Regions from separate parts of the Nomascus leucogenys genome. Here region 1 is linked to region 2. Evidence: chromatin contacts called from public Hi-C data. All regions are on one chromosome and are shown on one strand. The core of a region is the stretch at or near the end of the contact, and the rest is flanking DNA. Distances in the headings are between cores, read along the strand shown. Region 1 has its middle 25 kb from the start of GTSF1L. Region 2 has its middle 30 kb from the start of TOX2.

Region 1 (3,622 bases), core at 513-3,012, 160 kb after region 2:
TATGTCTGGGGGATCTTCAGATCCATCCCTAGAGGGTGTCAAGGGTTGAGCAAGAATGTTTACTTGTGTCAAGCCATTTATATTTATTTTAGTGTGACTGTAAATTATGCCTTATATTAAATACATTACTGATGATAATTAATGGTGGCTTACGTTCAATTTCAGTTCTGTTCTCATTTTGATAAGAATAACCGGTCAGGTGGCCAGGCGCAGTGCCTCACGCCTGTAATCTCATCACTTTGGGAAGCCAAGGTGGGTGGATCACTTGAGGCCATGAGTTCAAGACCAGCCTGGCCAACATGGCATAAACCCCATCTCTGCTAAAATGTAAAAGTTAGCTGGCACAATGGTGCATGCCTGTAGTTCCAGCTACTCAGGAGGCTGAGATGGGGGGATGGCTTGAGCCCAGGAGACAGAGCAATCACACCACTGCACGCCAGCCTGGGCAACCGAGCTAGACCCTGTCTCAAGAAAAAAAAAAAAGAATAACCAGTCAAGGCACTATAATCTCACATGGGTAACTGACCTGTAGCCAACCCCACCGTTTGGAGTGAAGTTCAGGTCCAGACACAAGCACTTACATACTTGATGTCAGACATCCAAGGCAGGGGGTAGACGTGGGATGCTCAGGAGGATACGCCCCATGTGGCATCTGATCAAGTCTGGCTTAGGTCTAAGGACAACGTTCAGGACAAAAACTATGCCTTTCCCATTTTACCACTGAAGATGCCTTAGGCAACCAATAAAGTGGACGGTGCAGGACCACAGCCCTACACAGCAACATTCTTGCATCACTCGGCTCCACCACAGGAAGTCTCACACCACGGAGTCTGACCACAGGAACGGGCAAATGAAAAGTCACGCAGCTATATGGGCAATGGAGCTTCCCTGCCTCCAGTTCCTGGCCAGGAAGTGGGGGCTGGGTAGAGAAATCTGGAAGCTGCCTGCCTACCTACCAGGTCTCCACTCTGTTTTGCTATGAAGCCTCTAAGGCTTGATACCTGTTAATGGACATATTTGTTGTCAGAAATAAATGAGATGGTGGGGTCAGTTTCCAAAGTCAACAACAGTTTGAATCAAATAGGCTTGGGCACACATGCCACCTCTGCCCCTTGCTCCCTGTGTGGCCTTAGGAAAATTACTCAGCCCCTCTGCCCCTCAGAGGTGGGAATAATGTGAGAAGGAAATGAGTGCCTGCACTTGGCCCTTAGAAAGCCCCAATCCATGTTCAGCCCTGATACCAGCTTCACGAATGTTCCCTTGCAAGTCCCAGAGACAGGACTTCCTGAAGGGTCCAGGTGCCTTCAGGCCCCCTTGGGTCTGTGAGTACTGGACCACATGCATCCCCAGATTAGACCTCAAGGACTTGGAATCCCCACATCAGGCCACAGTGGATTTATGCATCTCCAGACAGGACCAAGGGACTCACGCATCCCCAGATTAAACCACTGACCCATAGGGCAAGGAACTAGGGTGATTTGTTCTCAATGGAGTCTGGAGAAGATTTAGAGTTGCTAGACTTCAAGGGTGGGGGCGGCAAATGGGGAGTGAAATAAACCAACACTTGGGGAAATCTAAAATGCTCAAAAGGAAACTAAAACCCAGGAGCTGAAGGTAACATCCAAAGTCACACCACCAGCGAAGGCCATAGAACAACAAAACTAGAGAAGTTCTTGGAGAGCATCTGGTCTAGCCCTTCATTTTCCAGATGAGGAAACTAAGGCCCAAAGAAAGGAGGAAGTTAACCTAAGCCACATGGTCCACTTGTGGCAAAGCCATCCCTCAGACTCAGATCCCAGATTTGAGGTCTGGCGTCCCCTCCATTCCCCAACACCAGCACCCACGTTGCACACCCTTCACCATCTAGCAGAGATCTCCCCAGGGCTGCCATGAGCTGCCCCATGACACTCCAAGGAGCTGATGCAAAACATTTTGTTTTGCACCATGCCTGTGGGGACAGCTGAGTTAAATCGAATGCTCACAGTCATTATGCTCAGAAACCAAGCAAGAGTTCCATCTATTGGGGTTTCAGAATGAATCAGATTTCCAAACTCTCCTCTCTCCACCTCATCGCATGTCTGTATATGGTAACCTTTCAAAAGTGAGTCTAATAATTAGTCATCTTGGCCTAGTTCAAGACAATAGTATGTTCTCCAATTTCACTTTGTTTTCAACAAGACAGCGATGCCAGCGGTAATGTTCACCGTGGTTAAACACGCTTCTCAGCTGGTCCCTGCAGGCGGCCGAGACAGCTCTGGTCCCCGCAGTTGCCCAGTGCTTCCCCACAGCTCTCTAACCAGGCTGTACCCTCTGCCCAGATCCACCTCCACCCCCAATATTGACACCAACTATGTACCAGGCACTACATTAGATGCTTTAGGCTCATCATTACATTTTATCCTCTTTGCAAGATAGATTGTTCTCTTGTTGTCCCATTTGAAGATGGGAAATTTGAGAACCTGAGGGTACTGGTCCTTGTCTACTGCCCATACCCCAGGTCCAGCCAGTCCCTCTCTTCCTCCCTGCTCCAACCACACTGTTCTGCCAAGGAAATGAGCTCATTTCCACCTCAGGGCCTTTGCACATGAGATTCCTCTGTCTGAAACACTCTTCCCTCTGACTCCGCCTGGTTCACTCCTTCTCACCCTCAGATTTCAATTCAAGCATAATTTCCTAAGGGAAGAATCCTTCACATCCTCAGGTTCCTAGAGCTCTTTTCATCCACACCGCACCCTATGAATCCCTCCTCCTTCAAGGCAGCTCCTATAAATTGTAATTTTATTTTAAATATTTGTAAAGATGGGGTCTTGCTATATTACCCAGGCTGGTCTTGAACTCCTGGCCTCAAGCAACCCTCCCACCTTGGCCTCCCAAAGTGTTGCGATTACAAGTGTGAGCCACTGCGCTCAGCCTAACATGTAATTTTATATGTAAGGAATTATTTGCTACTCTCTGGCTCCTCCACACAAGCATGAATTCTAGGAGGGCAGGGATGGTGTCTGTGTTGCCCACCACTGTATCTCCACACACAGAAAGGACCCATAGTGAGGGTTTAGTTATCATATATTTATGGATGATGGATGGATGAGTGGTCAGATGCAAAATGCTTAATGAAGAATTTACCACCCATTCAAGTAAGAGGTGGGCCCAAATGCAAGCCCAGGCCTCTGACCAGCAATCTTTCTCGGTGTGTGTGATAATCCTCTGCACACACACACACACATCACCCCCAAACTCTGACCCTGGGAGACAGTGCCCACCTCCCTGCAGCAGTGTTCTCAAAACTCCCCTGACCAGCACCCCACTGTCCAAACCCCCCCAGCTCCCACGCCACACACCTGGAGCTTCAGGGATGCTGATTCTGTGGGTCCAGGAAGGCCCCAAACTCTACACTGTTAACAAGCACCCAGGTAATTTAGAAGGGAGTGTGTCCCAGAGCTCGTTTGAGGATCTCTGGACTAAGGTGAGTCCAGGCAAACCCGAATCCCCAGGGAGAGCCGCCCAGCGCCACCCCAGGCCGCCCGTGTGGGAAGTGGCCGGGCGCCGCAAGCCGGGGCCGTGCTGCCCTCTGGTGGTGCGTAGCAGCACTGCAGCCTCTGGGCTCCCTGAGGGAACACCAGCC
Region 2 (4,240 bases), core at 243-2,742:
GCAAAAATAAAACCATAACAGCTTTTCATTAGTGTGTATTTTCTCAAACAAAAGATACCAAAAGAACAACCAATGTTCGTGACTTTGGTTTAAAGAGGCTGGGAATCTCTGTGTAGAGGATTGCTAAGGGGACAGTCGCCAAGGGGATAGTCACCAAGGGGACGGTCGCCAAGAGCCCTTCCAGGTCAACTGCCCCATAGTTGTCGGGCATCACTTGGGCAAATGCTTGCCCTTATGTATATAAAGCCTGGCTCCCTGTGCAATGAGCCTCTTGTCTGGGGACAGAGCCCCCCATGTGTGGGTGTGTCCACCCCACAATGTGTGGATTCAGCCAGGCCTACAGGCCCCAAGTGTGGTCACTACTGCGCCCTGAGCCTGTTTCCCTCCAGCTTTGACAGTGACCTAGTGTAAAGGTGGAGCTTGGGCATTTCCCTCCCCAACCCCTCCCCATCCACTTCTTGAGCCAGAAAAGGGGAGTTCCTGATCACAGCCTGGCCCTACCCCCCAACCGCCACCACTAAGGCCATGCCCACTTGGGAATCCCTTATCAAAAGACCTCTAGCCCCTAACTGAGTACAGTGACCTCTGCCCTCCCGCCTCACCCTGCTCTAGCCTGAAGGACTGAGTAGCAGGTTTCACATCCAAGTGCAAAGTCAGACCTTCCTTTCACCTATCCAGTGGCTCAGCGCATCCCCACCCCCATCCCTGCCCCGCCTCACTCTGGACACATCCTCAGCTATGGGCCGGGGTCCTACATCCCACACAGAAAGAAACCAGAATCGCCGGCTTCTCCTTCCCTCCCTGACGGGCCCTTCCCGGCGAGATTCACACAGGTTCTGGTGCTGAGTCAGAGGTTTACAGAGCATCAGAATAAAGCAGGAGCCTCGGCTGAGTCCTGCCTCCAAAGGCCCCTATTTGGGACAGCCCCACCCTGGCGAGATTTATAGAAACACCACCCTCAAACGGAGCGCTCCAGGCTAAGCCCCCACCCACTCAGACTTTGAGGCACAAATGCCCAGCCCACCCACACCCGCAAACCAGACGCTGGCACCTACCTCGCCAACTTCACATTTTGAAAAATAACAAAGCCAAGGGCAGAAGACAGACCAGCTGCCCCCACACCCAACCTTCTCCTCCCTGAAAACTCCACTTGCTACTTTTAATCTATTTTCCTCCATCAGACTGGAGGCAGCTCCCGGCCTTCTCCTGAGGCTACCATCCCCCCTCATCGGCTTCTAACTTTGCAGGTCACTGGACAAAAGAGAACCACCGCCACTCTTCGCGAGACCTCACTTGTCGCCCACCACCGCCCCACATCGCGCAGGCCCTAGTGGCCTGGATGCTTGCCGACCCTGGCGAATTGCAGGGAGGCTTTGCCAGAAGCCGCTCCCCTGGGGCCTGAGGGTGCACTCAGGGAGGCCCAGCCCGGGAGGCCCCGGGATCCGCGCCGGGACGCCCCTCTCCTGCCTCATCCCCACTACCAGGGGCCTGACGAAAAGCCTGCGAGGTTGGGGAGAGACCCTGGGGGGCGCCGATCCAGCCACTGGACGCGCACTCACCCCGCATTGCCACGGAGCCCGCGCGTCTGCGCCAGGGCCGCGGGAAACCCACGCGCGCTGTTCAATCCGGGCTCCGAGTGACGAAAAGCCGCGCTTGGCTGCAGCCGGCCCGGGACCGACGCACCGACTGGCGGACGCGCGGACAGTCTGGCTTCCTAACTAAGTTTGAAAGTTCCCTCCCCGGCGACCGAAGGGGACGCGGACTGCACAGAGGCACCCAACCCCTCCGGGCTGGGCCAGTCGGGGCAGTGGGACCTGACGCCTCGGGTTCGGGGTTCCAGGCACGCAAGCCTCCATCACTGGGAATGCGCCCGGCGAAGCGCAGCGGGGACCTGGCTGGGGTGGGGGGGTAGGTCCTGGAAACGTGGAGGAGGGAGGGTGTCCCGCACTACAGCCCCAGCCTGGAGGGACGCCGGCTCACCGCTCCCGGGAGGGGACAGGCCTCGATTGGCCGGCCGCAGCCTACTCGGAATCCGAGGCCCCGCCGGGCAGTGACGGCCAATTAGTAAACTGCCCAATTAGTGTGCTGCGGCGCTGAGAAGTTAAACCTCGACGCGCGAGTGTGGATGACCGAGGTGTGGCCGCCCCTGGGTGTGACCGCGTGTGACTGTGTGGCCGTCAGGACGATCTGTGTCTGAGGCTCACCGTCCAGGGGGGTGGCTGTGTGTGACAGCGTGCGCCTGGGTGAGGCGTTGTGGCTGCGAGCGTGTGACTGTCGGGCGACTTCTTTGTGTGACTGTCCCCCGTTGTGCCTGGTTGTGACAGCGGGTGGGGGCATGTCACGGTGTGTGGGGCATCGGAGCGTCTGTGGGTGACTCGTCTGTGGCGGTGAGACTGTTCGCGGGTGAGTGGTCGCGTGTCGTTGTGTATAAGTGACTGTCAGGGTGACTTGCGTGGGACGGCGGGACCGTGTAAGCAGTGCCTGGCCGCCTGCGTGTGGCCGTGGGTCACTGTGACGGCTTGTGAATGACTGCGAGGCTGTCAGGGGGACGCGAATGAGGGGCCACTGTGTCGTCGCAAGGGTGGCTGTCGGGATGACTTCTGCCCGCGATCCCAACAACTCAGGGCGTGAGCGTGGCCGCGAGGGGATCGATGTGAGCCGCCGGTGCCCGTCGGCGGGGCTGATGTGCGCGGCCCCGTGTGACCCCGGGAGCGCCTGAGTCCCGAGCTGCCAGGTGACTCCGGCCCCGCCCGCGGGGGACCCCCGCCCGCCCCCGCCTACCTTGCCGCCTTGGTAATAGTCCAGGTGCGCCAGGCCGGCCGGCTCGGCCCCGGGCCGCGCGCCCACCGCGGGCGCCGAGGGGTACAGGCGGACGTCCATGGCGGGCGCGGCGGCGGCGGCGGCTCCCGCTGGCAGTGCCTGGGCGGGCGGCGGGTGGGAGCCAGTGTGCGAGCGGGACTGCGAGCGCGGGGGGCGGGCCGGGGGCGGCGCCCAGAGGACCGCCCCGCCCCCGCCCCCGCCCCGCCCGCGCGCGCTATTGTTCCGGCCTCGGGCGCTGCCGAGGGCCGGGGGCCCGGGCCGGGGCGGGGAGGTCCTTCCTCCGGGCTGGGCCGCCTCCGGGTCCCCCGCCCGGCCCTGCATCCCTGAGGGGGGCGCGCCTCTCCAGACGGCGCTTTTCCGTCCCGGCTTTCGCCACCCACGGTGAGGAGAGAAGCCCGAACGGCACCCCTCCCCAGAAGTGGGACACTCCCTTGCCCTAAATATTTGAGGCGGCGCTAGCCCCCGCCCCGCGGCGTGGGTGCGGGGGGAGAAGAGAAAGGTGGTGACAGGACCACTTTGGAGATGGGTGCTGCCTTACCTGGGCGGACGCAGGCCAGCGCCGGAGGATACTCTTAGCATGCCCGCCCCCTCCTCGTCTCACTGATTTGAGTCAGCTTGAGAGCCCCCCCTGGAGATTGCCGCGCTTAAACTCTCACTCATATATGGGGAAACTGAGTCAAAGACTTGCAGCATCAGTAATGGAGCTCCAGGCAGGTGGGCTCCATTGCTCCCAAAGGATCCAGAGCTGAAACCACTTGGAGAAGGCAGCAGGACCCCACCCCTTTTAATGATAGGGAGGGAAGGGCCGCAGGAATGCCTAGAGCCCGAAGCTCTGAAGAGGGGTCTAGGATCTGCCCGCAGTCACGGTCTCTTGGAGTGAGGAAAGGAAGAAAATGAGATTGGAATGGGATGGCTCTGATGGTGGGTCACAAAGGTGACTGTGAAATGGGGTTCCTCCCCCCCCAAAAAAAAAAAACCCTCTAGTTCTTGATATCACTTGCTGGTTGCTAGACTGTTGCACCCCCATCCCCCTTTTCATGCAAGAATTGTCTACACTAGCAATCTCCACTAGCAATCTCACTGCTCACTGACTGCTCCAGGTATGTCTGACTGGGAGAGGCCAGGAGGCAGAAGTCAGCCAGAATGGCATTCTTGTGTGGCACCAGGATATAGGATGCCATTGGGAGAAAAGGACTTGAGCTTCCTGCCCACTCAGGAGCTAGCTTAGAACTTAGTTCTCAACTGCTGCTTGGGCTTTGCTGGTCCTGGCCAAGAACTAGGACCATAAGAAAGATGCATTAACAAAAGATAGGTGTGGGAAACAGGCATTCACTGGAGGCTTGGGAACAACAGAGGGAAATTTTAGCTCAGAAAGGAAAGAACTTCCAAATAAATTTCAGCAGTCATTGTTTCTAGAAAT

What was found. A called contact is a pair of places that touch in the nucleus more often than the background predicts.
Region 1: a contact with region 2 is called in a Hi-C map of a lymphoblastoid cell line, with 3 times the contacts expected there. The contact joins two enhancer-like sites. A contact is called at or near these places in 2 of 4 Hi-C or Micro-C datasets (a lymphoblastoid cell line and an unstated tissue).

What each region holds. Positions count from the first base shown.
Region 1 is chr13:20,268,934-20,272,555 of Asia_NLE_v1, forward strand. No RefSeq gene overlaps it. Among named protein-coding and RNA genes, the nearest start is that of GTSF1L, 25 kb to the right of the region's middle. Within about 2 kb of position 1,763, the one cell type or tissue checked has an H3K27ac peak away from gene starts, as active enhancers do. A contact at or near this core is called in a lymphoblastoid cell line, where this site is marked.
Region 2 is chr13:20,108,824-20,113,063 of Asia_NLE_v1, forward strand. No RefSeq gene overlaps it. Among named protein-coding and RNA genes, the nearest start is that of TOX2, 30 kb to the left of the region's middle. Within about 2 kb of position 1,493, the one cell type or tissue checked has an H3K27ac peak away from gene starts, as active enhancers do. A contact at or near this core is called in a lymphoblastoid cell line, where this site is marked.